6 separate regions of the Mus musculus genome follow, and all the other regions are linked to region 1. A link is a contact called in public HiChIP or PLAC-seq, Micro-C and promoter capture Hi-C data. All regions are on one chromosome and are shown on one strand. The core of a region is the stretch at or near the end of the contact, and the rest is flanking DNA. Distances in the headings are between cores, read along the strand shown.

Region 1 (4,276 bases), core at 638-3,137:
CCACCTCCAGGGGATCACACACCTTCTTCCAGCCCCTATACCATTTGCGTGTGCACACGTACATGTACAGGTGTACACACACACACACACACACAAAGAGCGGAACATGGACATGTAAGTATTTAAGTAGTTCCCATGAAACTCATACAGGAAGAATGTCCACTGGGGAAGCTCTTTCGGCCCTCGTTCACCACATCCTCGTCCCCCGTGCACGTCAGATCAGAATGGGCCAGCCCATCAGGGAAGCAGCGGTAGAAGAAGTCTGGGCGGGGCCTGGAAGAAATATAATTTACTCTCTCAGGAAGTATTTTTCAGTAATAGTAGATGTCAATAATCTGTTGACCACTAATGTCATAGGCAAAATAATGTAATGGGGTGAGATTAGTGTTTATACTGAGAAAAAGGCCTTAGCCACGCGGCCAATGTTCAAGAAAGTCTCTAGCATATGATTGTATCTTAGCACAGAGCAGCTAGTCATACTGCAGCTTTAGGTACATAAAGGTGGTCGCTGTGGGAAATACTCAGGACAGGACGCAGACCAGGTGGTACACTTGGAACAGGCAGAGGGCAGGGAGAGGGAGTTCTGGTGAGAAAGGAGAGACTAGTCTGAGAATCCGGGTAAACACTGCTTGAGAATGTGGTGGTGTGTGTGTGGGGGGCGCTCAGGGAGGTTTGAGTGCCAAGGCTTCTCACTTACCTGCCCACTATCAGTTTGATTATGTTGGTAAAGACACCATTCAGAGCTAGGGCAAGGCTGGCAGCTGGAAAGCAAAGAAGCCGTTAGTGCCATCTGCTTGGAGAAGAGTAAGCCACCACCTCATGAGTAGAGCCTTCATTGCTTTGAGATAGAACCCAACCAGAATAAAAACCCAAACGGCCTAGGGGCAGAGAAGTGGAGCACTGAGGAACACCTATGTGGCACCTGTGTTAATAGGGAACACCTGTGTGGTGTCTGTGTTAATAAGGAACACCTGGCCGGGCGTGGTGGCACACGCCTTTAATCCCAGCACTTGGGAGGCAGAGGCAGGTGGATTTCTGAGTTCAAGGCCAGCCTGGTCTACAAAGTGAGTTCCAGGACAGACAGGGCTACACAGAGAAACCCTGTCTCGAAAAAACAAACAAACAAAAAGGAACACCTGTGTGGCGCCTGTGTTATTAAGCACATTCTCATCAGTACTGCTTTTTGGTCTCATGGGGTAAAAAGACATACTTTAGGGGTACAGAGTAGCTGAACCCCATAGCTACTTGCCAACACTAAGACAGGAACAACTGGAACAAGGGCGACTTACCGAGGCAGGCTTGCTTGCTGTCGGTAGCGTCAGCTTTCCTTAGAAACTTGGCGAGGAAGATCAGGGACAGTGGAGTGAGAAAGGCAATGACCTGAAGGTAAAACACAGGGTCGGTAAAACCAAGTCCCTCCTGGCCTAAAGCACCAGCTGCCGCGCACTAACCAAGATCGGGGCTCAGATTGCCCACCAGACGCCTCGCCCTAGCCCTGGAACTCAAGGCAGGGGAGGAGTCCCTGCCAGCGGAGGAGGGCGGGAGGGCAGCTCACGCACAAACATGCGGCCGGTGGGGAAGTATTCCGCCTCCACGTACGGGTTCCTGTAGAGCCACAGCTCCTCGGGCTGGATCCGCCGCTGGAAGGGAGGGAGCAGCTCGGTCACCCTGGGGAGGAAACGGGGAAGATTGACAGGCTACCTCGGCGGAAGAACCTGCCGCCCCGAGCCGCTTAGGAAGTGCGAGCGCCCAGGGACGCCTGGGAGCGTTGACAGATCCTTACAGGAAAGCCACAAAGAGCAGGACCCGCACGCCCAGCTCGGCTCCCAGGGCCGCCGTCCCCATCCCGCCATACGTGCGGATCAGACGCTGACGTGGCCCCGGCGCGCCGTGGTTCCGCCCGCCCGGTGTCCAGCGCCACCTAGCGAACTCCGCGGGGACTGACTACCAGCGGGGCCTCCGGGCTACAGGAAATTCAGAGCTCATTTGCTGTGTTATGAGTACCACCTAACAGATCACCTTTGGGTCTCAAAGCAATGTGTCCTTCACCAACCACCCAGATCAGCTTATAGGACAAGAAAAGGAACGTCATTCTCCAGAGATGCTTCCTCTACAAAAGCAAACCAGAAAGCCCACTTTAAAGAAACTATGTCTTTGGAGCATTTCGAAGGGAAAAAACTGGGCTGAGGGTGAGTGGTTGTATTTTTGTGTCTCATTTCCCAGTAAACTGTACCATGAAATTACAGGTAAAGAACCAGCCCATATTCTTAAGTAGACCATACAGGACAATTTATTAAAGTCAACCTCAAGCAAGACCTGAAATCAATGGAATGCCATTAAAAGCTTTCCCACATTCTTACAGAAGCAGAAAACATATTTGAATTCTAAAGTATCTGTAAGTTAAAAAGGCAGGATTCCAGTAAATACAATGTACAAAACCTGTCCCACCAGCACACATCAGTAAGAAGCTCAAATGTTACAGGCAATCTCACATACACTACACTAGTTAACAGATATGTACAGGTTAACTAAGATGGTAGGCTCATACTTTGCAATAAGACATTGGTCAATAAACAAAATCCTTAAACTATATTTTGAAGTCATTAAACAGTAATGCCCTAGTAGAATACCCCTGGGGAACATTAACACTAACCCCTTAGTGTTAGGAGCGCCAAGTCACAGAAACTAAAGAGACTGACTAATGGATGTTGACACTTTGATATTTCACAGGTCTACAGCGTTCATTACAGGTAAATACAGATGTAAACAATCTATCAAGAACTTTATTCAAAGAACACAAGGTGAGGGTGGGATCTGCAGATATGTGTTTATTGTGTAATATTTAAATGGACACAAATGAATTTGCCATAGCAGTTGAAAATACACAAATCTTTGTATATAAAAAGAACTTTTTAGCCAGCTGTAATCAGTTAGCAACTTGGTTATTAGCGGCAATACAGTTACTTACCATAGGGTACAAAAAATGAGATGTTAATTGATAACAAAAGTGTAATTCCCTCATTCCCTTTAACTGACAAGAATTCCCTGTTGAGGCAAAATGGCAGATACTTGAAAGCCATCTGCACAGAGCAAGGCTCAGTCAGCAGGTAAGGAAGGCTTCTCGTCCCTTAACGGACGCAGTGAAGTCACAAGAAAACCAAGGACCGAATACTGACTTTGGCAACTTCTATTTTCCCTTGAACTTACAAGTCAATGACTTTCAGAGCCTACTGAAGGACAAACAATACTTTTCTCCCCCCTCCCCCATACACAAATACAAGCGCTCACATCTGCCACTTTTGCAATGGATTGACAAAAGCCAAACAATTGATTTTCCCCCCCTTTTTGAGACAGGGTCTCTCTACATAGTCCTGGCTGGCTGGGAAGCGTTAGGTAGGCCTTGAACTCTCGGAGATCCTCCTGCCTCTGCTTCTGGAGTGCTAGGATTAAAGGCGTGTGCAACCATGCCCAGTGGAAATGGGTTTTTGAAACAAAGGTTATACATAGCATTTTAGGAGTATAACATAAGTGCGCCCTCTTCCCCCCACACAAGCATATGTTAAACAGAAAGACCAGCTACCCAGGGGTGAGGCAAGGAAAGGAGAAAAAGGCAAAACAAAGACGCAGGGAAATCATTTCTCAACATGCACGAGCTCCGACCTCAAAGGTGCCAAGAAACCTAAGATGCCCGTGCTCCCGTCGGGAGGACTGCATATCTGACAGTATACAACATGATGCTTTCCATGTCTTAATTTTAAAACTGTAAAATATAAAATGAGAATCTGAAGTCCCAAGGAATTGAAGAGCCTGAATTCAAATGGGGTGGGGGGGTCTCGGTGTTAGGGGAACTGCACTGTACCTTTCCCTCCCTTTCTCCCCACATTCCCATTCCCCCACCCAAGGTGAAAACTGTGACACCTCAGTCCATACAACAATCCACTGCAAAGCTGCCTACACGGATCCCTTCGTCCATCCAAGGAGGGACCAGACCTTTCCGTAACCAACCATTCTGTTACAAATAAGCAAAGACCAAGTGTGGGCGGTCCTTCCTGAGGACCTTGCCATCCGATCACTTCCACGCTGCCCTTAGCAGCCTGGCAGAGTCCGGGATGGTCAGATGCAACAGCCACGTGAAAAGCAATTCAAGTCTAGAAATGAAGCAGTGCCTTGAGAAACATAAAGACCATACGCTGCTCACGCTCAGGGAGACTGAGGCAATTTGTCTCCCTCTCCCATTAGGGCATGGCATGTGGTTGGCAGCATTTTAGCTCCGTGG
Region 2 (4,052 bases), core at 1,512-4,011, 370 kb after region 1:
ACAGGGCTGCTTCAGATTGTCCCCAGTAGGTGACTGTGATTTGCCTCATGCTCTGGCGGGGTGCGATTTTGCCAGCTGCAGATAGTTTCTATGATTGTATGATGTTTGGAATTCTGGGGACCTTTCAGAAGATACAAATGTTAGGGTCCCCAGGAGGTTGATGGATTGTGGTTTGGTTGTTGGTTGCTATGGGTCAAAGTTAAGTAGTCATGTGGAAGAAATGAGAAGAAGACATTAGATATCCCGACTTTGAAGATCAAACTTGCTCCAAGGAACTAAGTAACAGGAAGTAGTCTTACCACCTTTCTGCTTTACTTTATTCAGAACTATTTTTTTCCTCTTTATACCTCTTCTCTCCTATCTAATATTAAGGAATTAAAGGGGTGGAAGAAAAAGAGGTGAAGAAAGGCAGAAGAAAGAATAACCCACATAGTAGCCAAAGACCAGCTACAGGCCACTAGCATTAAAACAAAAAACAAAACTGAAAAAAAAAACAAAAAACAAAAAACCCCAAAAAGCCCAAAACCCAAAACCAAACCAAACAAACAAACAAAAAGCAACTGTACTATTGATGGTGAGACAAGGGGATAAAACAAAACAAAACAAAACAAAACAAAACAAAACAAAACAAAACAAAAAACAGATTTCAAGGGCTGGGGATGTAGCCTACTGTGAGTGTGCTTGTCTCACTTATGCTAGGCCCTGGACTGACTCTCTCTCTCTCCCTCTCTCTCCCCCCCATTTCCTCCTCTCCATCTCTCTTCCTCCCTCCCCCACTCCCCACAGAGCCCAGTTATTTAGAGAAAAAGTCTAACAGAGTGTAGTGGCCAGTTTTATGTCAATTTGACACAAGCTAGAGTCATCAGAAAGGAAGGAGCCTCAATTGAGAAAATGCCTTCATAATAAGACCAGGCTATAGGTAAGCCTATAGGACATTTTCTCAATTAATGATTGATGTGGGAGGGTTCAGTCTATTGTGGGTGGGGCCATTTCTGGGCTGGTAGTCCCGTAAGAAAACAGGCTGAGAAAGTGATTGGAAGCAAGCCAACATCTCTCCATGGCCTCTGCATCAGCTCCTACCTCCTGGTTCCTGCCCTGCTTGAGTTCCTGTCCTCATTGCTTTTAATAATGAACTGTTGTGTGGAACTGTGAGTGAAACAAACCCTTTCTTCCCCAAGAGGTTATGGTGTTTCATCACAGCAATAGTAACCCCAAATAAGACAGACTTACATCCAAGAGTAAACCTAATAAGGTGGCTCAGCAGATAAAGGTACCTCCTGCCAAGTCTGATGACCTCAGCCCAATTTCTGGGACCTTTATGGTAAGAGAGAAGTGACTCTTACAAGCTGTTTTCTCTGACCTCCATACACCCACCCACTAAATTAAATAAATAAATAAATAAATAGATAAATAAATAAAGCATTACTGAGAGAAATGAAGGAAGATGTGAACATACCTTGTCCAGGGACCATGCCCTAGCAGTATAATTAGGTAGAGATAGGGTAATGAATCCAGTCTGCTTGTCCCTATGCTTTATGTCCTCAAAGCTGGCCAAGGCTCTGAGGTGTTCAGCCACATCTACCTTCTGGGCAAGGTACCTGCATTTGAACCTTCCCTATCCTTACATTGTATCCTTACATTGTACAAGGTATCTATCCTTACTTTGTATCCTTACATTGTATAATGTATCTACCCTTACATTGTATCCTTGCACTGTATAATGTATCTACCCTTATATTGTACCCTTGCATTGTACAATGTATCTACCCTTACATTGTATCCTTGCATTGTACAATGTATCTATCCTTACACTGTATCCTTACATTGTATAATGTATCCTTACATTGTGTCCTTGCATTGTACAATGTATCTATCCTCACACTGTTAGGAATCTGGAAGCAGAACTGACTATATATAGATGAACAGCAACAGCATTCAAACATGGTTCCCCCTGAGAGGAACTTAGCTGGAACTCAAAAGAATGGCATGGGCAGACAAAGTCGGGAACCAGCCAAGTCCTCAGTTCTCACTGGAAGCTTGCTGACCCAGATATATATTTTTAAAAATCTTTAAATTACCCCCATGTACCAGCCTTCTTCCCTCTTTCACCATCATAGCAAGAGCATCTCAGATTGATGGGGAAGGAAAGGAAGGAGTGTGGAAGTCTGTGTTTTGGCTTAAGCATCTATCAGAAGCACTGAGGGCAGTAGTTCTCCTGAGCCAGAGGAAGATCTCACTCATTTCCTAGGTTTGGAACGCACCCAACCCATCACCTGCCAGAATGAGAGCTCTCCAACGTTGTACCTGGCACATCGAAGCCCATCCCGACCTTCTCCCAAAATATTAAATTCCTTTCCTCATGGGAGGGCCGCACCATTCGGGTCCTTGGGGGACACAAAGAAATGTGTCCTCCTTTAAAGTTGCTCAGCGACTTTGCAGTACTCGCCTATGAACGCAGCCCACAAGGAGGAAGGAAAAAGCAGCAAGGTCCCCCCTCCACCCCCACCAAGCTACAGGCCGCCCCTGGAAGGGAAAGCAGAGGGCAGTCACAGCCCGCCTGTTCCCCATCCCCTCTTCCTCCTCCCGGCTTTAATCTGTTTAATTATTTCTTCATGTGCGCTTCAGAGAGCCTGTTATTTTTATGTGTTGGTTCTATTAAATTTTTTTTTTCTTTCCCAGCCTTCCCTCTTTCAGTGCTACCACGCCAGGGCAGACAGAGCCTGGAGTCAGGCTCTGTGAGCACAGATCATCGCACAGATACAGAGAGCGGAGAGGAAGCCGGCAAGGGGAGTGCGGTTACCTCTGAGGCTGCAGCGGAGTTGTTAAGTGCAGGAGATTTAAAGCTTCATTCGCCTCCCTTCTAACTTCAAGCTGTTCTAAGCCCAGTCTCCCAGACGACAAAACTCAGACCAGCTGCGAAGGAAAGGATATTGCTCCCTCTGGAGCCTCGGGTCTGATTTAGAGGGTGCTTAGCGGAGGCAAGTGGGAAGACGGAGGTGAACGTTCCACGGGTCTATTTCTGGGGAAAATTTCTCTGCTGAAGACAAGGCCAAGGAGAAAAAGAAAACATGCCTAGGTCGTTTGTCATCCTTACAAAGGATAGGTTAAACCTGAAAGGAGAGTAGGGGGGAAAAATCAGGATTAATCCAAGGAAGATTCATCACCTGAAGCGGTGGCCATAGATCAGGATTATCAGGTGGGGCACAGTATGTGTCTCAGCAGGATTTAGAGATCAGCTGACTAGAAGTCAGAGGCCAGACCTCAGGAGGTGGTGGGTTTCCAAGTGTGACAGATTGGTGGAGGTGGCAACGTGGGTTCGGCCTCATATCCTACCCAACTTTACTCTGGGAGCAGACAGGATTTTACAGACCCTGGCGTAGACAAAGCCTGCGTATGAGAAACCTGCCCAAGAGAAAACTCTTCGTAGAGTGCCATTCTGGAGGGAATATAGAAGCTGACAGGAACAAAGAGGGAGAGAATTTTGCTGTAAAACTGGGAGAGTTTAAGATTTCAAAAACGAAAGCTCAGAGGTTAAGAGCACTGACTGCTCTTCCTGAGTTCAATTCCCAGCAGCCACATGGTGGCTCACAACCACCTATAATGGGATCCGATGCCTTCTTCTGGTGTGTCTGAAGACAGCTACAGTATATTCATGTAAATAAAATAAATACATCTTTAAAAAAATTAAGATGAGTTACCTTGAATGTAAGGGGCACAGTTCGAATCCTAAGTGTCCCCTTAAAACCCCACATAATAGATGACTGACCGCAGGGGCTATATTAGAATACCATCAAACCTCTAAAGGGCAGGGCCCAGGTGGAGGTCTTCAGGTCAGTGAGGGTATTCCATCAAAGGTGGCCCCTTCCTCCTTCTCTTCTGTTGCTTCTTGGCCACTAAGTGGGTAGTTTTTGCTCTGCCAGGTGTTTTATTATGATCCACCACCATCTCACCAGGTGTGTGGCTGAGTGAAAGAGAAGATCCTGTGTTTCCCTTCTCAAGATGTCTGCTCTACATATTAAGGTGGGGCTTTTCTTCTGGGAAGAACTGTCATG
Region 3 (3,831 bases), core at 648-3,147, 260 kb before region 1:
TCTAGAATTATCAAGTAGTTCAAATGAAGCATGTTAGAATGATGCAGGGTGTACCCGTATACCTCTTTACTACCCAGCCTAACAAGGACGCTGCCAGTTGGAGCCCGCCAGGACACTGGCATGACATTTTGCTCTCTCCCTCCTAATCATTGCTTGAATATAGCATTTATCTTTCCATTTGTAAGAAATATCAAATATGAATCTTTTCTATCAATACAAAACATGTTTAGGACAGGGAATTTAAAAAAAAAATTTAATCTCCCCCACCTTGTAAGACTTTTATGAGAATGTTTTAATCCTCCCTACCCAGTAAACCCTTTGGATTCCATAAAGGCCCACTGCACTTATTTTAGGAATTTAACAGCCTGGAGCAGTGACTCTTTTTTCTTGAGTACAGCGAGACCTTTCCTCTTCCTCCTTCATTTCCTGTGGGCCAGTCTTTTTCAGACTAGCTAAATGGATAAGATTGTGAAGTCGGGCTCTAGCCACTCCCTGAGCTATAATAAAAACCAGATTCATTTCTATCTCGCTGTGTTTAAGTGTGACACACAGAGCACACCCTTGATCGAGAGGAAAGTAGTTTGCCTTGTCCAGACACTTCGGGTGCAGTGATGGTCTCTTTCTTTGTGACCCAGAACATATTTCTAACATATTGTGGGGGAGTCCACCAGAGAAGACTACTTGGATATGGGTTTAAGCCAATAGGAAGTCCTTATTAGCTGGTGAACTCTTTAGCACAACACTATACCCTGTGTTGCAATACTCTAGTTAAAAAGAACAGTTAGCCAAAAGCCAAAACCAAGGTTATTATCTTTAGAGACTTTCCCAGAACTATGGGTTTTGATGGATTTAGGCCTTTGTTTTAGTTTTGGTGGGTGCTACATTTTATATGCTGATTATAGAACATGAATGGGTCTTTCACTAAGGCAGTTGTGCTCCAGTCTGGGGATCCATTACAAAGAAATATTAAGAAACATGTTCAGAACTGGATTCAGTGACATTGGAACCTGAAACTTTTCAGCACAGGGTGTTTTGTTTTGTTTTTTCTTTTTTCCATTAAATCTTGGGATCCATTCTATACGTTATAATTTTGACCACTGTTGTGTTTAGTAACAAAAGAATGTGATTCTTTAAATGAGGTTGCTGGTATGTTTCTTTGCATAGTTGAATTTGTAAATGAGTCCATCAAAAAAAGTAAATAAACTCATTACAAAGCTAAGTGCAACCAGTTTCCCCTTCATCATCCTATGGAAGCCTCTCACAGGTGGAAATGGGAAGATCTGTTGTTCATTTCCACTGCTGCATGGCGCGATGCTGTCTCGTTGACGGCCATTCAGATTGCCCACACGATTTTGCAACTACAATTTTATTACAAACATCATGCCTGCCCTCTTTCGCGTGTGATGGTTTCTCCCGGAATACAGACAGCAGTGTGGTTTATAAGGTCCTCATCCCTGGACACCTTAAACTTCCACAGACTGGCAGCAACCTGTGCAAGGCCAGAAACAGGAGACCTTTTAAGGGGTGTATCATTCACTCTAGGTAGTGAACGCCCAGAGTTTGTGCGTGTAAGGGGGAAGCTCTGTAGTCATTTTTACTAAGGACTCTCCTAGAAGGTGAGTAACACGTATCTGTACGTTGAAAGGCTAAGATGCAAGAATTTAGAACGTTCAGGGAATGGTGAGGGAGTGGATGACTGGGAAAGCAAAGACCACTCTTTTGCGGTTTTCTCCCGATGGGACAGAAACACTGTGCAGAGGGTAGAAAACAGCCTGGCTGCCCTCCTATGGTGGACACTAGCTGGACGCATGCTTTCCCAGCTGGGCGGGGCTTAGGAAGCTTCCGCGGGGCGTGCCTAGGAGGGAGCGGCCCCGCCCTCTCCCCGCCATCCCCTGCGGGACAGGAGCGGTGACGCCACGGGAGCGGGCGATGACGGGCGGGTCGAGCTCGCGCAGGCGCCGGGCAGAAGAGCGCAGCTCGGCTGCGGGGACAGAGCGCAACTCCCGGAGAGAGGCTGTGGGAGGCATGGGCGCGGGCCCGGCGCTGGCAGCGCTGCTGCTGGCCGGGTCGGTGCTGAGCGCCACGCTGCTGGCCCCCGGCCGCCGGGCGGAGCCAGGTGAGCGAGCGGCCCCCACGGCTAGGGGTAGCGGGGACCGTGCGTGGGCCTGCCCCGGACCTCCCCACGGCCCGCGGGGCGCAGGACTTGAGCGTCGCGCCCGGTCCACGCTGGGGTGGACCGCAGTGCCGGCGTCGCAGGAGCCGCGACCCGGGTCTGGCTTCCCAGGTTCAGTTGAAGGACCTTGGGGCTGGGTGCTCTGTCCGTCTCCGAATTCACCAGGGGGAAGGGTGAAAAAATAGGAATTCTGGGACTTCTCTTGACTCAGGTCTGAAGGTTCATAGGGTCCCGCAACTCCATTTCACAAACTCCTATCGAGAGGATAGTTTGGGTCGAGGACTGAGGCAAGTGAACACCCACTTCTACCCCAAACCCCCACCCCTTACCTTTATGCATTGTTTGGGATAGGGCCTGTCACCTGGCAAGGTATGTCACCTGCCTTTTTCCTATCCATCTCATCCCCTTTTCTGTATAGAAATTGGAATGTGGTGCCTGTGTTGAACACCCCTTCAGCTTCCAAACTTTAAAAAAGACATTGAAACAATGCAAAAAGCACGAAGAACGGTGTGAGTTACAATTTGCAATTACAACCCGTCCTTGGGAGGAGAGAGTTAAAAGAAAATCCTGCTGAGTTTGGGGTCTGGCCAGGGTGTTTGAACTTTTCACTGCTGCTCTTATTTGAAGCTTCCTGGGGGGGCAATTCTGACGTTCAGCTAGGCCTGAGGGACTCTACATGCTCCCAAATTATATAGTAACAATGTCAAGCTCTTTCTGAGCCTAAAACCCACATGGCAAATCTAAGCGTAAAACATACTACTAAAGACTAAGAAGTAGAAATCCAGCCATTCTGTCCAGGAAAGGATGCTGTTGTATAGGGTGAAGAGTAGTTGCACAGGGAGTTACTCTCACTGGAAAAGGAAGACTGTCAAGAATGAACGGTAGGTAGCCTGGATAGATGACTCCAGCTTAAGAGAATTGGCTGCCCTTTGATACCACCTACCCATGTCAGGGCACAACCACATATGACTCAAGTTCTAGGGGTTCTGATGCCATCTTCTGGCTTCTTTGGGTACCAGGCACTCATGTGGTATGCATACATACATACATACATACATACATACATGCAGGCCAGGCACCCAAACACATTTTAAAAAATTAACAGGAGGAATGAAAAAGAAAATTATGACAGATCAAACAAATAAACAAGCAAACAAAACCCCTAAGAATACCTAGGTTTAGGAAAGCCGTTAAACGAATATTCCAAAACTCACAGGATATGTAAATGGCTGTGGTGAGCTTTGGGAGGACATGTTCAAATTGCTGTTTTCTCTTTATCCAGCTGAAAGATGAGGGAGAAATCCAAGGGCTGGTGGAGGCCGGAGGGACAGAGCAGATACGCTTGCGTCCTTTCTGGAGTGTGGTAACCTAGGAGTTAACTACTGCCCCTGACTGAACTCCACTCCTACCTACCTCCCAGCAGGTCGGACCTAAAGCAAGTTGGTTGGTCTCTCTAGGTCACACAGTGGTGCCTGCCTGGAGCACCAGCTACTTGGGAGACTGAGGCAGGAGGATATCTTGAACCCAACAATTCAAGGCCAATCACTGCAGTGCAGAGAAGTCCCCACAGGAGGGGGAAAAAAAGACTAATCTATCGTATAAGACTGTTAGGATGTGGCACACAGTAAGACAGTCATCCTTACCAGCTACGAGTCTAT
Region 4 (4,350 bases), core at 1,727-4,226, 270 kb before region 1:
GATTACCTGCAAAGCATTGAGCCAGCTGAAACTCCAGCATAGCCTGGGGAAGTGCTTTCTCCCCTAACCCCTTACCAAGAAAAGACTGCCACTCGATCACTGGATCGAGAATCCTTTCTGAAGGTGAAGCCATTGGTAGGTTTCCTATGCTCAGATGGCCTCTCTAGGTGTGTACACACCTGTACGTGCATGTGCACACTCATACCCGCTGGCTGTTTCTGATACTAGAACAAGGGACTTGTGTGCGGAAAAACAAAGGCAGGACTGCTGTGAAGCAGCTGAGGACTCACACAGAATCTCTACAGAATCCTGCTGGCCCTGAAGGTTCCATATAGGGGCAGCCCCAGTAGGAGCAGCACCAAGGGGAGGGCGGGGAGACATGGAGGTGGGAAGGGGACATGTTGGGAAGAGAGTGTAGAAGGGAAATGGGGGAGGATTTGACCTTAATTCATTCCCTAAGAATAAGAAAAAAATAATAATTTTAAAAACACACACAGACAAGAATCTGCCTACGTCCACAATCGTGCTATAGCAATGAAGCAGGTTGGGCCTGGGGAGGGAGGCAGGGCGAGCTGGTTTGGGCTTCCTCAGAGTCCATTTCCACTGGGTAGAAAGGAAGGCTTTACTGTGTTCTGGTCCTGCAGTTTTTGGTTGGCAGTCACATATGCTACTGTGGTGCAGGTGGCTGGGAATAAATAAGGAAAAGGCAGAAGTGAGAACAGGGATAGAACAACACAGAAATGAGGGTTTCCTCTACTTCCTGACTTAGGAGTCTTCTTTGCTGCTCCGTGGTTAACTAGAGGACTTCCAGGTTTTAGCCGTACTGAATTTAGGTCAGGGGAGAACAGAGCAGACATCCCCTGACCAGATCCATGCTGCTCCAAATGCCAGTCTTCCTTGACCACACAAATAGCTCTACCCTTAATTTTGCTTGGATTTTGAAGCTGTGCTTTATGGAAGTTTCCCATCTTTCTCGGAAGTCCCCTCCCCATCTTTTGTTGAAATCACTGTTTTATTGGCTTCCGGGGTGTGAGGATAGCATGGGCTCCTGGAGTCGATCCAGGTGCCACAACATTAAAAACATTTTTAAAGCATGGGATTGTTTCCCACCCTTAGCCATTGTCTTAGTTAACTTTCACCTTGTAATCAAATTCTCTGACAAAAGCAACTTGTTACTTTGTTTCATTATGCCAAGGGCACACAGGCTATCATTTCAAGACGGATACAGCAGCAGACAGTGAGTGATTTGATGGCTGCCCCATGGGAGATTGGCACTCAGACCCAGGAAACAGAGCGTGAACAGGAAGTAAGGCCTGTTAAGGAATCGCATCCTCTAACAGGGCTCCACTTCCAAAGCAGCCTGCCCCGCAGAGGACCACGTGGACCTATGCGGGATGCTTAGCATCAAAAGCACTACATCCATGTGCCATGAATAGCTCTTCATGTCAGGATGCATCATCACAGCATCACCTAATGTCACGTTTATTTGGTGTGTGTGTGTCCATGCGTGTGCATTTGGAGATCTAAGGATGACATGGTGAGAATCCTTCTCCCCTCCCCTAGGAGGGGTCCTAGGAAACTGAACTTAGATGGTCAGGCTTGGTGGCAAGCACGCTGACCTGCTGGCCATCTCTGTGGCCCCCTGCAGCATCATCACTTATTATAGCAAACTCTATATAACACACCTCCTGATTTTAGTCCTTTTGTAACAGGTTGCTTTGGAATTTATTTTATGTGGCTGGGTGTTCTGCGTGCTTATATGTCTGAGCACCACGTGTGTGCAGTGCCCTCAGAGGGCAGAAGCGGAGGAGGTCTAATCCTCTAGAACTCAGTTACAGGTGGTTGTGAGCTGCCAAGTGGATGCCAGGAACCCAGGTTCTCTGGAAGAGCAACCAATGCTCTTACCTACTGAGGGGGTCTCTCCAGCCCGTATCTGAGTCATTTTTAAGTGTTTATTTCAGTGGCATCCAATATATTCACATTATTTTACAACCATTACCTCCATCATCACCAGAAGTTTTAAAGCTTCACAAACTGAAACTATTCATTAAACAGTGTTCTTAATGGTGTTTTTTATATAATGCCTATAATTTATTTCTGAAATACTTGCTGTTATACATCCAGGTATATTTTCTACTATAAATAGCCCTGGTGCTGGAGAGATGGCCCCACAGAACCTGAGTTTAGTTCATATAGCATTGGTATCTGGGGGACCACAATTACCAGCAAGTCTATCTATCACTCCTGGCCTTTGAGTTCTCTGGCACACCACACACAAACGCATTTGTCAGTCTGAGAAGCAAAAGTTGCTTACAGGGATTCTTTGAAGGGAGTTTTGTCGGTTCCTCTAGTGCTTCCTAGATCAAGATTCTGGGTTCTTTAGCATGCTTAGAGTTTGGATAATAAACATAGATGGTTTTTGTTTTTACCCACACACTGTATGTTTTGATTTCAAATCTGGAAAATAAATCAGTTTAGAAGTAGATGATATGTCTGATTTTCCATTTCCCAACCTTACCCCTCCCATTTCACTTCCAGTACTAATACTAGTGTAGCACGCTGAGACCTTCCAGCCTTCGCATGACTTGAGGTTTGGCCCTGAAATCTGTGACGCGCAGCTTGGCGTCTCAGGCCAAAGCTCCAAAGTCACATAGTTTTCAAAGCCAGAGGCATTATCAGTGCACTGAGCCTCACTCTGCGATTTGCTCGTGTTGCTTTTCTGAGGATCACTCTTTGGCAGCCACCGCTTTGCAGAGAGTGTAGAGCTGTAGATCAGGAAGCAGCCCCTCTGAGGTCCCCAGTCCCAGGCTCAACCTTGCTGTTGCAGCCTGGCCTTCACCAGTTTGGCTAGAGGAAATGAGGACCAGGGTATGGATGACCGCGCCTACGCTGGCGCGGGCGTCCACTGTAAGGCAAGAGGCGGCCACCAGGAGGCAGCCTCACGCTCGTCTCCGACCGCTTCCGGCCGCGCAGGCGTCCTGGAATGCGAGCCGGATTTGGTGGTCGCCAGGTAGGCTCCGGGGCGTAGTGAAGCGGGACAGGGTTCTGTGGGGCCTTTCCAAGCCTGACCCTCCTGAGCCCCCGGACCCAATCCCAAAGTGGATCCTCTCATGGGGATCATGAAAACTAAACCGGGTACTGGTGCTGGCTCCTCCCGTGCTTACCGCGCACCCCTCCTCCGGGTGCACCATGCATTCCCTTTGGATGCTCACCACGCAACCCCTCTCCCGGTATCCATGGTATCCCAGTACCATGCACCGGGAGCTGCTATTGAACCATGTGAGCGGAGGCTGTCCGCCATGCTCTCGCTTTCTCTCCCCCTCTTTGTTAAAAACCAGTTTTAGACCTTTAGTAAATTTGATGCCCCCCGCCCCCACCTTCGCCTGTCCAAACTAAATAACATCCAGACTGTTTAAATAGTTATCGGGAAATGAAATTTAGTCTGAATTGGGTGACACCAGCTCCTTCTCGAATTGTGTAAAATATTCTGCATATTGGCAATTCATTTAGTTGACTTATTTCCCTTGACTAACCTAAGCAGTCGACATACAGCAGCTGGTCCTTTTTCACCGTTATCAAATAGCCTTGGTGTTTAAACAGTGCCGGAAGTTCCCGCTCTGCCGACCACACATACTCACTTCTTTAAGCTCTGGGCTGCCTGGGCGGTCCACAAGAAACAGGTGTGTTAATCGATTGCCAAGCAAAGAGGGTTCCGCATAGATCTGATAGTATGGATTCTAAGGCTGGAGAGATGGCTAGTGGCTAACAGCACTCGTTGCAGAGGACCTGGGTTCAATTCCCTAATAGCTCCCCACTGTCCATAATTTCCGTTTCAGGGAATCCAGCACTGTATTCTGACCTCCCTCGGCACCAGGCACACATAGCACATATTGTACAGTGTGCATGCAAGCGAACACTCCTGTGTATAAAATAAGTAGATTGAAAAATATGAATTCTGGGTTCCTGCAGCATTTTGTCAGTGTTGCTGGCCTTTCTTGCTATGGTCAGCTTTTAAAGGGGAAGGATTTTCTTGGGCTCAGCCGTGGGATTCTTTGCTTATGGCCTGTGGTCATTATGCTCGTCGTGGCGGGAGAGAGCGGTGGAAGAGAAAATTGAAGAGGGGAAGACCATGATGGGAGAGGTCATCTTACTTCCTGGCATCCTGGAAGCACAGAGACACAGGCTGAGGGCCCAGTGTCTCCTTCTAGGTCACGTGTTACTGACAGAAGCTTCCTTGTAGCAGACTCTGCCTCCTCGAGGTTCTGCTGCTGTCTGGTAGTGCCAACAGCTGGAGACCAAGTCTTTAATGAATGGGCCTTTGGAGGATGCTCACCCAGACCATAGGGGACT
Region 5 (4,437 bases), core at 1,744-4,243, 500 kb after region 1:
TTTCTTTCTTTCTTTCTTTCTTTCTTTCTCTCTCTCTCTCTTTTCTTTCCCTTTCTTTCTTTCTTTCTTTCTTTCTCTCTTTTCTTTCTCTTTCTTTCTTTCTTTCTTTCTTTCTCTCTTTTCTTTCTCTTTCTTTCTTTCTTCTTCTTCTTCTTCTTCTTCTTCTTCTTCCTCTTCTTCTTCTTCTTTTCTTCTTTTCTTTTTTTCTTCTTCTTCTTTTTTTGGAGACAGAGTCTGACTATATACCTCTGACTGTTCTGGAACTCACTATGTAGACCAGGCTGACCTCAAACTCACAGAGATCTACCTGCTTCTGCTTCCCAAATACTGGGACTAAAGGATTGCAACTTTCTTTTGATCAGATTCAAGAATTTGTGTAAACTGGTCGTGATAGCACAGGCCTTTAATCTCAGTACCTGGGAAGCAGAAGCAGATGGATCTTGTGAATTTGAGGCCAGCCTGGTCGACACAGTAAAGTCCAAGCCAGACACGCACACGCACTCTCTCAGGGGTGGGGGTTTGGTGCTGGGGGGGGGGTTGGGGAAGGAGAGGGAGAGGGACCTTATGTCTCAAAAGAATAACAACAAAAAAGAATTTACGTAGCATACACCTGTCTCTTATACACATCTCAACCCTGCAACACACCATCACCAAAACGAATACATAATTTTTCCCCCTCAAGTTGTAGTACTTCACATGCAAAGCCATGTGTATGAGCCTCTGTCTCTGTAACAAAAAATGCTAGAGACAATCAATTTATAAAGATAAAAGGTCTATTCTCGGAGTTTTCGTGGTTCTAACCCATAGCTTTGGGCTGGTAGAAAGGCATCACAGCCTGGTACCAGCGTGTGGCGGAGAGGAAAAAACTGGGATTTACAAATCTCCTGAAGTAGTGTTACACACACACACACACACACACACACACACACACACCCCGACCTACACAGGAAAGCTTCCGGCACTTTCCAGGGGTGTCTTCTCGTTGGTCGAGCCTGTAGCCCACTGACCTTTTAGAAGATATTCAGCATCCAAACTTAGTACTAGAACCCAGTAACTGTCCAGTGTCCTGGAGCAATAACTCAGGGGAACCTAAGTCAAGTCCTAATTATCACGGGCCACATTTACAAATTGATACCCGAAATGGAAGCTTGTGTGTTCTCACGAGGACAAGATTAGAACTAGGAGATGTCCCCAAATTTTGGGAACATATAGCAGTAATAGGGAAGAGAGACAGAGTGAGCATGTCTGTGGTCTGTGAGACCAACCATGTGCTAACAGGGTGGATCCCTCATTCGGTCCCTATCACATTCTTACCTCTTGCCAGAGAAGGCGTTGTTCTTCAGTTCTGCCACCAGGGGGAGCCAACCACCGTCCCAGCCGCTCCACGCCCCCCCCCCCCCGCCTTTTTTTTTTTTTTTTTTTTTTCCATTTCTGGGAGTTGGAATCTTTCTGTGTGTCCTCATGACTTGTTCATTGGTATCCATCCACTGACTGAAGTGCAGTGTAAATGCCTGTTAGATGCAGAAGGGATTTGTAGCGGCAGTGTGTGTTTATAGAAATGCAGGTTTAAAGACAGTCCCTTAAAACTTGTATTGGTTGTGTGGCAGAACTTGTGGGTGCCTTCTGTGGTTTCTGTACAGCTTACGAAGGTCTTATTTGCAGAAGCAGGGAGACTGCTATGCCCCCCTTCGGAGGATAGCCATTCTCCACCAAGAGGGATGAATGGGTTCCCAGAGTCCCAGGTACCCTGTTTAACAAGGAGCTTAGGAATTCAAAGCCAGCATGAGCGCCATACTAAGACCCCGTTTAAAAGAAACGGGGGGGGGGGGGGGGAGGAAGGAGATTGGCTTTTTCATCTTCAGGGCTATAACACTATAACATCCACTTGACTGGCTCATCCAACATTTTTTAAATACATTTTTAGTTTCTCCTTATGTTTTTCTTTTGGCCTAGTTTATGGTTTATTTTGTTTTAACGGAAATGTTGTTTTCTTACCCTTTGTAAACTCTTTCCTTTGAGTCCAAACTCCTACACCAGAACTAGTGTGCTTGATGCTTGAGGAGTGTGGGGGTGAGTGTGGGGGTGAGTGTGTGAGTGAGTGTGTGGGTGGTTGGGTGGTGTGGGGGTGAGTGTGGGGGTGTGGGGGTGAGTGTGGGGGTGGTGTGGGGGTGAGTGTGTGGGTGTGTGGGAAAGTGTGTGGGTGAGTGTGTGGGTGGTACTTGGGGTTTGTGGGAGTGGCTTGTGTGTGACTTTGTGGGGACATTTATTTGTGTGGGAGATTGGAGTATGTATAGCTCTATGGCATATATATGTGTGTGTGTATATATATATATAAATATGTGTATGTGTATGTATGTCTATATATCTGTATAGGAGAGGTGTGTGTATGTGTGACTATATGCAATTGTGGTATGTATACATGAGACTATATGTGGATTGTGTGTAGTGAGTTTAATCTGTGATTCTATAGTATTATGTGAGGGGGAAGTGTGTGTGTGTGTGTCTGTGTGTGTGTGTGTGTCTGTGTGTACATGTCCTGTACTTCCAGCCGGACTTTCCAATAAACCTTCCAAAGAGCAGTAACAATTTGACACCTTGAGAGATCAGAAAACAGTGTCCCCACCCCCACCCCCCCCTCGGTCAAGCCGCAGAGCCCTGTTGTGGTTATCTTGTTTCTGTAAAAATACTCTAGGTGACAGTTTCCAAGCCACGACTTCTCAAGGACTTCACAATCAGGGAGGAATCTTTTGGAAGTTCCTCTCCAAGGGCGATAGCTTCACTGGTTTCTGAAGGTAGCAGCTGGGTAAGATTTTAGCTCTCCTTTCTCCCTCACCGCCTGCCCTGTTGCCACTACTGGATATGCCCGCCTTCCTTCCTCCCTCTCGGCGAGTGCGCCCCCTCCTCACCCGCCACCCCCACCCATGGAAGCTGAATCACGCTGCTTCCTTTTTTGGTCACAGCTGAGTTTCTTCCACCTTCAGAGCCCTGTGTTACATAAAATGAATCACTCCTTTGCACTCCGCTGTCAGCTTCAGAACGAATAAGCAGCTCCCTTGGGGTGCCCCGTCCACCCTGAACGCCACTTGATGGGAGATATTGAATGGTTGACTCTAAAGTGTGAGGGCAGGTGATAAAATGATCCTGAGTATCTTGCTTGGGGGGTGGGGGTAGGGGCACAGAAATCAGTATTTTAATGGGAGCAGAGGAAAAATTCCAGCAAAGAAGAAAGACTTAGGGAAAAAAATTTCAATTTGGTCCTTGTATGGGTAGGCAGGAGTGAATTCTGGGACCACAGAGGCAGCAGCATTTGGCCACACAGATGTACCAGGAGCTGTGGAATGAAGCTGAGGAATGGTTCACACCATCTGTGTACATATTTCTGGCGCCACCAAGCTGGGAAATGTTCCTACCAGGGCTTATCATAGACGTTTAACCCAGCATCTCCAATAGAGGGATGAAATACATTTAGAGACCAGGGACTAATGAAAATGCCCAATTTGTTTATCGCTAACACACTGCAGAGTCAGGTTTCTGCGTATGAAACCCCCAAACTTAGCTCCTTGCCTGGGATTCCTGCTGGGTACCCTGCTTCCATCTCAGAGGGCTTTTTCTCCTGGGAGGGTGTGGGTGGGCAGCCTTGAGCACATCTTCCACCCTGGGGATGCTGACTTAGGTCTGGAATCCTGCCCTGGGTTTGATCTACTAAACAGGTTCTGGTAAACACAGTTGAAATGTTAAAAGGCTGTCAAGGCACGGCAGTTGGGTTAGATGTGGGTCCCACATGCTCGATGGGTCTAATATGGTTTGGGGGCAGGAGAAAAGAGGGATAGGGGTGGGAGAGAATTTTGAGTCAGCTGTGAGTCACATTCACACCCTGGAAAGCTGGAGTTGGACCCAGCACAGGAAAGCATAAGTTCCAAATTGAAATGTGGATTGTGGGTGGAGAAAATGGTGTTCAAGAAGACAAAAATCAGAGAAACCTCTCATAGCCACGATCAGTCTGCTGAGCCTCTGGGGTGTGCCATGCTCTGGGCTTGAGAGTTTTACTGAGAGGGAAGCAGCCAGTGGTGTGCAGTCCGTAGACAGGCGGGGCACAAAGCAATGCACTTGGCGTGGTGAAAGCTTCTGTCTCTAGTGTGCAAGCTGAAGACAAATGCCCTGCCGAGAGAGCTCAGCTGTACAGATGGCGCTGGGACAGTGACAACCACGTGCAAAGGAAAGAAAGCGCATCTACAGCTCTCATCCCAAACAAAGATAAACTCAAGATGTGCCACGAGCCTTCAAGGCTAAACGACCTGAGGAAGACATAGTCTTCAAACTCTTCAGGATCAAGGCCTACGCAAGGACTTTCCAAAAAGAAGACCCCAGCCCCACAGGAAATGATCCCTAGACTCTAAGTTGTCTAAGTGAGGGTTTTACTGCTATGAGCAGACACCG
Region 6 (3,914 bases), core at 649-3,148, 410 kb after region 1:
TGGCTCTTAGAGACAAACAGGAAGATCCAACTGAGCCCAAGAGCAGAGAAGAATCAGAACCACAGCTGAAGAAATAATGTGAAATGCAGCCCCAGGCAGAAGGGCAGACATTTCCCCAGGAGTTCGGCAGAGGAGCCTGCGAATCTGGAAGGCATCATCCTGGAACTGGCTGGAGCCTTCACAGAGATGTCTCCGCAGTCAGTTATCTATGGGCTGTGGCCATCGAAGTCAAATCTGGTACCCAGGGCTCTTTGGGCCACACTGCTTCTTCTTGGCCACGCCCTGAACACAGTCATCTGCAGGGTCTCAACTGCTCCCAGCAAAACACGTCTTTCCCCTCTACTCCACATAATGTCTTCTGGTGGGATGAACACAGGCCACGTAAGTGTTTATGAGATGGATACAACATTTATTGCAGCCCAAGCAGGAAGCTCGGAACCTGAGAGGCCACGCCTCCTGCAGAGAACGCCGGAACACGGTGCTGCCCACAGCTCCATGTGTCTCAGCCTCCAGGGCAGAAAGGAAAGCAAGGCAGGGAGGATTCCCGGAAGGAACCCGGCGCCATTGCTGATTCTCCTGAAAGCCACTGGGAGCTACTTTCAGATTCCCTCTTATGGTCACTTTAATTAAGTAAATAACCCAAAAGTTTTAGGAAAATGGCCAACGTGAAAAGTCCAGGGGGCCTCAGCTACCTAAAGGTTCACAGTTTCTTCCATGTGGTCTGGAAAAGGGACCCTTTTAGATACAGCAACAGGAGAAGCTCTGCTCGCCAAGGAAAGAGAAGACGAGCCTAGACTCCATGGTGGCTGTCAGCCAGCAAAATCCCACAAGGATTGTGATTTGCATTCCAGGCCTTGTCCTTCGAGCCTTGCAGTAAACAGCACAGCAGCTCCCTTGTACATTAGCTCAGAAATATTGACTCCCTCTCCATCCTTCTGGGAGCTCTCGGTGTCTAGAGGCTTCTTTTGGGTCACAGGCGGTCTCTGCCTTCCTCGGGAGGTTAAAGGGTTCAGCTCTTCTTTTATTACCAAAATGTGAATCCCATAATCACATTGCTCCCACTGTTGAGTTAGCTGACCCCGCGAATCGACTGTTTTCATCAGAGAGATACCGTGAGCTACAATGGTATTTAGAGTGACGCAATGCCAAACCGAGGGAAAAGAGCATTCAGAAACAGTTACTGATACAAAATCATCTGGGCCTTTGGGAAGGGGAGAGAAAGCTCACGGCTTCCTCAGCCAGGGACCTCCCTAATAGTACAGGCTGCAAGCTCATTCTGGGGTAATTGTAGAGGCCTTGCCTGCCTCCTCCTGCCTACAGTTTCAACAGGCTCCTGTTCTCTGCCTCAGCTTTCAGCACACACCCAGGCAAACACACAGATAGATGCACATCCGCACCGACTCTTCAATGGCAGGTAGAGTCTGCACTCACCATCATTCCTGTTAGCACACTGACTTTACAAGATTAACCTCAAACCGACAGTTTAATTCCTGGGATTTTTTGACCTACTATGTGTATGTGTGCGCGCAAATGTTCAATTCACTTGGCTGTGTTAATTACAGATGAGTGAGCCCTACCGCAGTCTTCTTTACCAGTTTAGTGATACAGTTTGGGGACCAATTTTAAAGTCTTTGAGAAAGGATAGATGCCAAAGTGCCCTGTTTCCCACTAATCCACAGTGAGCAGCTTGCAAACCATGTCTAAAATTGTCCTCAATTCCAAGTTCTTTCTATACAATCAACCTCTCCAATATAATAATTCTAAAACCTTTTCTTGATCTCTGCTTTTAATAAAGTACATTTAGAGAGGATATGAATTCCAGATTTGATTTCAGACTCTGGGGATGTATATTCCTCTTCTGGAACGTGTATATCCGGTCCTGGGGTGAAAAGGGGCGGAGGGAGAGAGTGTGTGTTTCCACAGCATAACAAACATTCCTTGTATGGCTTGTGCTGTTTACACACTCAGCACATAGGGGAGAGGCAAAGAAGCCTGGGATAATGTTAGAGTCAGGTAAGGAATACTCTGCTGGTGCCGGGTGCCGGGTGCCGGGTGCCGGGTGCCGGGTGCCGGGTGCCGGGTGCCGGGTGCCGGGTGCCGTTGCCAACCTCTTTCTCTTGCTAATGTTTGGAGTTTTGTTTTTGGGTTTGGTTTTTTTTTTTTTTTCCCCTGTAGATGAATAACAACTACAGCGAATAAAGGATCCAGTGGATTCAGTTTTAGGTGATACTTGAGAAAGGGAGAAGGAAAGGGAAAGGGAGAGGGAGAGGGAGAGGGAGCGAGGGAGAGAGGGAGAGAGGGAGAGAGGGAGAGAGGGAGAGAGGGAGAGAGGGAGAGAGGGAGAGAGGGAGAGAGGGAGAGAGTCAGATAGACAGACTTTGTTTGATCACTGTCCTATCAATTCCTAAGCACTTTTGGCATAATGACTGGAATCTCCCCACCCCTAGGTATGACCTTGCCAGAGACCGGATTCCAGTCGTGGGATTCTCCTGCATAAAGGCTGGAAGAAATGATCTGGGCTGCTGAGCACAGGAAGCAGAAGGTGTGCTTCTGACTCATAACCCCCTCCGCTCGAGTGTGTCAGAGCATCTCCTGTGGAGTTGGAGAGATGCAGCCAGCTGGAGCTTGGGGCTAGGATAGGAAGCTTTGTCTCCTGTGGTGGGCTTGCTACCCAGGTGCCTTTGAATCATATAGCTCAGGGTTGACTCCTGAGTGTGACAAACAGAGATAGTAACTTAAATCTGCCGGCTTGTGGTTCAAATGAGCCCTGTCTTGTACTTGAAAAGGAGGTTAGGTGATGGCCTGGAGTTGCCAAAGCAGACACCTCAGTATAGGAGGATTCTCAGAGACAGTCTGATTTGTCCTCTGAGACCCCACGCCACTGTGTCGTGGAAGACAAACTTAGTTTTCTAGTCTCGTTTCCATCTCATGTTCCGGAACAGATTTCTTTGGATAATTTTATCTCTTTTGGAGAAATGCTGGTCTTTTAGATGTCCATGTCTCCCTTTCTTCATCGGGGTGGCCCCTGGGCATATAACAGAGAGGAGCAAGCTTGCTTCCATACGGTATTTCCTGATTACCCTCTATGTCTGATGGAATGTGGCTGGTCAGCTCTCCCTGGACCAGTGACTGTATGTCCTGGCCGTTGGCATTCAGCCAGGGTCTGTTCTAAAGCCTATTGTTGGATCGCTTGTGGTTCTGAGTCAGAGCCCAGGTTCCTTTTTTCCCTAATTCCTCTCCTCCTTAACCAAATCCCAGCCCTGGTTCAGTGGGCTGCTGGGTTTGGCTGGGATGCTGTAACGCTATGGAGGTCAGGACCCTAGCAATGTGTCTGGTAGCCCTTGGCCCCAGTGCCATCCTGATGCCACCACAGACTTCCTCTCTGGTAAATTCTGCAGCCAGACTCAACCAGACTCTGTGCCCCACCCCTGCAGGAGCCCAGAGGAAACTGGGGTTCTTTCCATACCACACAGGAACTGAGGGAAGCCTGGGAAAGCGAAACCCCGAGTCCTTCCATTGCCGAGTCACTCTGTGCTCTTCAGTGTGTTCAGATGTGGCCACTCTCAGATGGGTGTGGTGAGCCTGTTTCCATGCAGAATACCAACCAAGAAAGAAGGAGAAAGGACATGCATTGTGGTTAATTTATCTGCTATACCTTCACACTAGGGAAGCCCAGGGCAGACCAATGTGTCCCTCCAGCTTTGGTCTCCCTCCTACTTTCCGAGGGCCTGGATAAGAAATGGGCCAGCATCCTGCCTCTACAATGTATGCTTCTTCTCTCATCCTAGAGCCTGGCCTCCCTGCCTAGTTGCACAGACAGAGACAGGACTCTGGGCATGGAAATAACTCTGGCCTGAGTTCTGCCTACAGGCTTGTTTCTGGTTATCCAATTGGGGGAGTGAAAGAAAATTGGA

What was found. Promoter capture Hi-C pulls out the DNA fragments that hold promoters and counts their contacts. Hi-C and Micro-C count contacts between places; a contact is called where the count stands out from the background. HiChIP or PLAC-seq counts read pairs in DNA pulled down with a chosen protein or histone mark. Capture Hi-C pulls out chosen DNA fragments and counts their contacts.
Region 2: a promoter capture Hi-C map of stem cell-derived epiblast-like cells shows a contact between it and region 1, with 3 times the contacts expected there. The contact joins the enhancer-like site here to the promoter of Plpp5 in region 1. A contact is called at or near these places in 4 of 39 promoter capture datasets (the 3T3-L1 cell line, embryonic stem cells and stem cell-derived epiblast-like cells), 2 of 115 datasets of contacts at active chromatin or transcription factors (bone marrow-derived macrophages and embryonic stem cells) and 2 of 9 other capture datasets (embryonic stem cells and pancreatic islet).
Region 3: a promoter capture Hi-C map of liver shows a contact between it and region 1. The contact joins the promoter of Hgsnat here to the promoter of Plpp5 in region 1. A contact is called at or near these places in 5 of 39 promoter capture datasets (3T3-L1-derived adipocytes, cranial neural crest, liver and 1 more), 1 of 484 Hi-C or Micro-C datasets (liver), 6 of 115 datasets of contacts at active chromatin or transcription factors (astrocytes, bone marrow-derived macrophages, embryonic stem cells and 3 more) and 4 of 9 other capture datasets (adipose tissue, embryonic stem cells, liver and 1 more).
Region 4: a Micro-C map of brown adipocytes shows a contact between it and region 1, with 4 times the contacts expected there. The contact joins the promoter of Pomk here to the promoter of Plpp5 in region 1. A contact is called at or near these places in 19 of 39 promoter capture datasets (the 3T3-L1 cell line, 3T3-L1-derived adipocytes, the C10 cell line and 14 more), 1 of 15 datasets of contacts at CTCF or cohesin (the NIH/3T3 cell line), 21 of 484 Hi-C or Micro-C datasets (the 63-12 cell line, the Ba/F3 cell line, CD8 T cells and 16 more), 14 of 115 datasets of contacts at active chromatin or transcription factors (astrocytes, bone marrow-derived macrophages, embryonic basal ganglia and 11 more) and 4 of 9 other capture datasets (adipose tissue, embryonic stem cells, liver and 1 more).
Region 5: an H3K4me3 HiChIP or PLAC-seq map of bone marrow-derived macrophages shows a contact between it and region 1, with 6 times the contacts expected there. The contact joins the enhancer-like site here to the promoter of Plpp5 in region 1. A contact is called at or near these places in 8 of 39 promoter capture datasets (the HPC-7 cell line, cranial neural crest, embryonic stem cells and 5 more), 4 of 115 datasets of contacts at active chromatin or transcription factors (the NIH/3T3 cell line, bone marrow-derived macrophages, embryonic stem cells and 1 more) and 1 of 9 other capture datasets (embryonic stem cells).
Region 6: a contact with region 1 is called in an H3K4me3 HiChIP or PLAC-seq map of embryonic stem cells, with 4 times the contacts expected there. The contact joins the promoter of 5430421F17Rik here to the promoter of Plpp5 in region 1. A contact is called at or near these places in 11 of 39 promoter capture datasets (the 3T3-L1 cell line, cranial neural crest, embryonic stem cells and 4 more), 3 of 115 datasets of contacts at active chromatin or transcription factors (bone marrow-derived macrophages and embryonic stem cells) and 1 of 9 other capture datasets (adipose tissue).

What each region holds. Positions count from the first base shown.
Region 1 is chr8:25,717,659-25,721,934 of GRCm38.p6, reverse strand. It overlaps Plpp5 (phospholipid phosphatase 5), which reads right to left and starts at 1,887. Exons shown (of 7, transcript NM_028000.1): 1 at 1,784-1,887; 2 at 1,560-1,668; 3 at 1,290-1,380; 4 at 698-761; 5 at 149-273. The coding sequence starts at 1,845. Nsd3 (nuclear receptor binding SET domain protein 3) reads right to left here. Exons shown (of 23, transcript NM_001081269.2): 23 at 2,268-4,276.
Region 2 is chr8:25,352,815-25,356,866 of GRCm38.p6, reverse strand. It overlaps Gm39146 (a long non-coding RNA gene), which reads left to right. Exons shown (of 4, transcript XR_870260.2): 4 at 2,680-3,046. Among named protein-coding and RNA genes, the nearest start is that of Gm39146, 35 kb to the left of the region's middle. Within about 2 kb of position 2,761, at least 59 of the 459 cell types and tissues checked have an H3K27ac peak or open chromatin away from gene starts, as enhancers often do. A contact at or near this core is called in stem cell-derived epiblast-like cells, where this site is marked.
Region 3 is chr8:25,974,810-25,978,640 of GRCm38.p6, reverse strand. Hgsnat (heparan-alpha-glucosaminide N-acetyltransferase) reads left to right here and starts at 1,897. Exons shown (of 18, transcript NM_029884.1): 1 at 1,897-2,116. The coding sequence starts at 1,930.
Region 4 is chr8:25,992,747-25,997,096 of GRCm38.p6, reverse strand. It overlaps Pomk (protein-O-mannose kinase), which reads left to right and starts at 2,976. Exons shown (of 5, transcript NM_029037.4): 1 at 2,976-3,010. It overlaps Gm31402 (a long non-coding RNA gene), which reads right to left and starts at 3,803. Exons shown (of 2, transcript XR_378826.3): 1 at 3,534-3,803; 2 at 1-685.
Region 5 is chr8:25,223,532-25,227,968 of GRCm38.p6, reverse strand. It overlaps a transcript of Tacc1 not described here. Among named protein-coding and RNA genes, the nearest start is that of Tacc1, 24 kb to the right of the region's middle. Within about 2 kb of position 2,993, at least 71 of the 459 cell types and tissues checked have an H3K27ac peak or open chromatin away from gene starts, as enhancers often do. A contact at or near this core is called in the HPC-7 cell line and bone marrow-derived macrophages, where this site is marked.
Region 6 is chr8:25,304,254-25,308,167 of GRCm38.p6, reverse strand. 5430421F17Rik (RIKEN cDNA 5430421F17 gene) reads left to right here and starts at 1,898. Exons shown (of 3, transcript NR_040352.1): 1 at 1,898-2,013; 2 at 2,448-2,542; 3 at 3,435-3,914.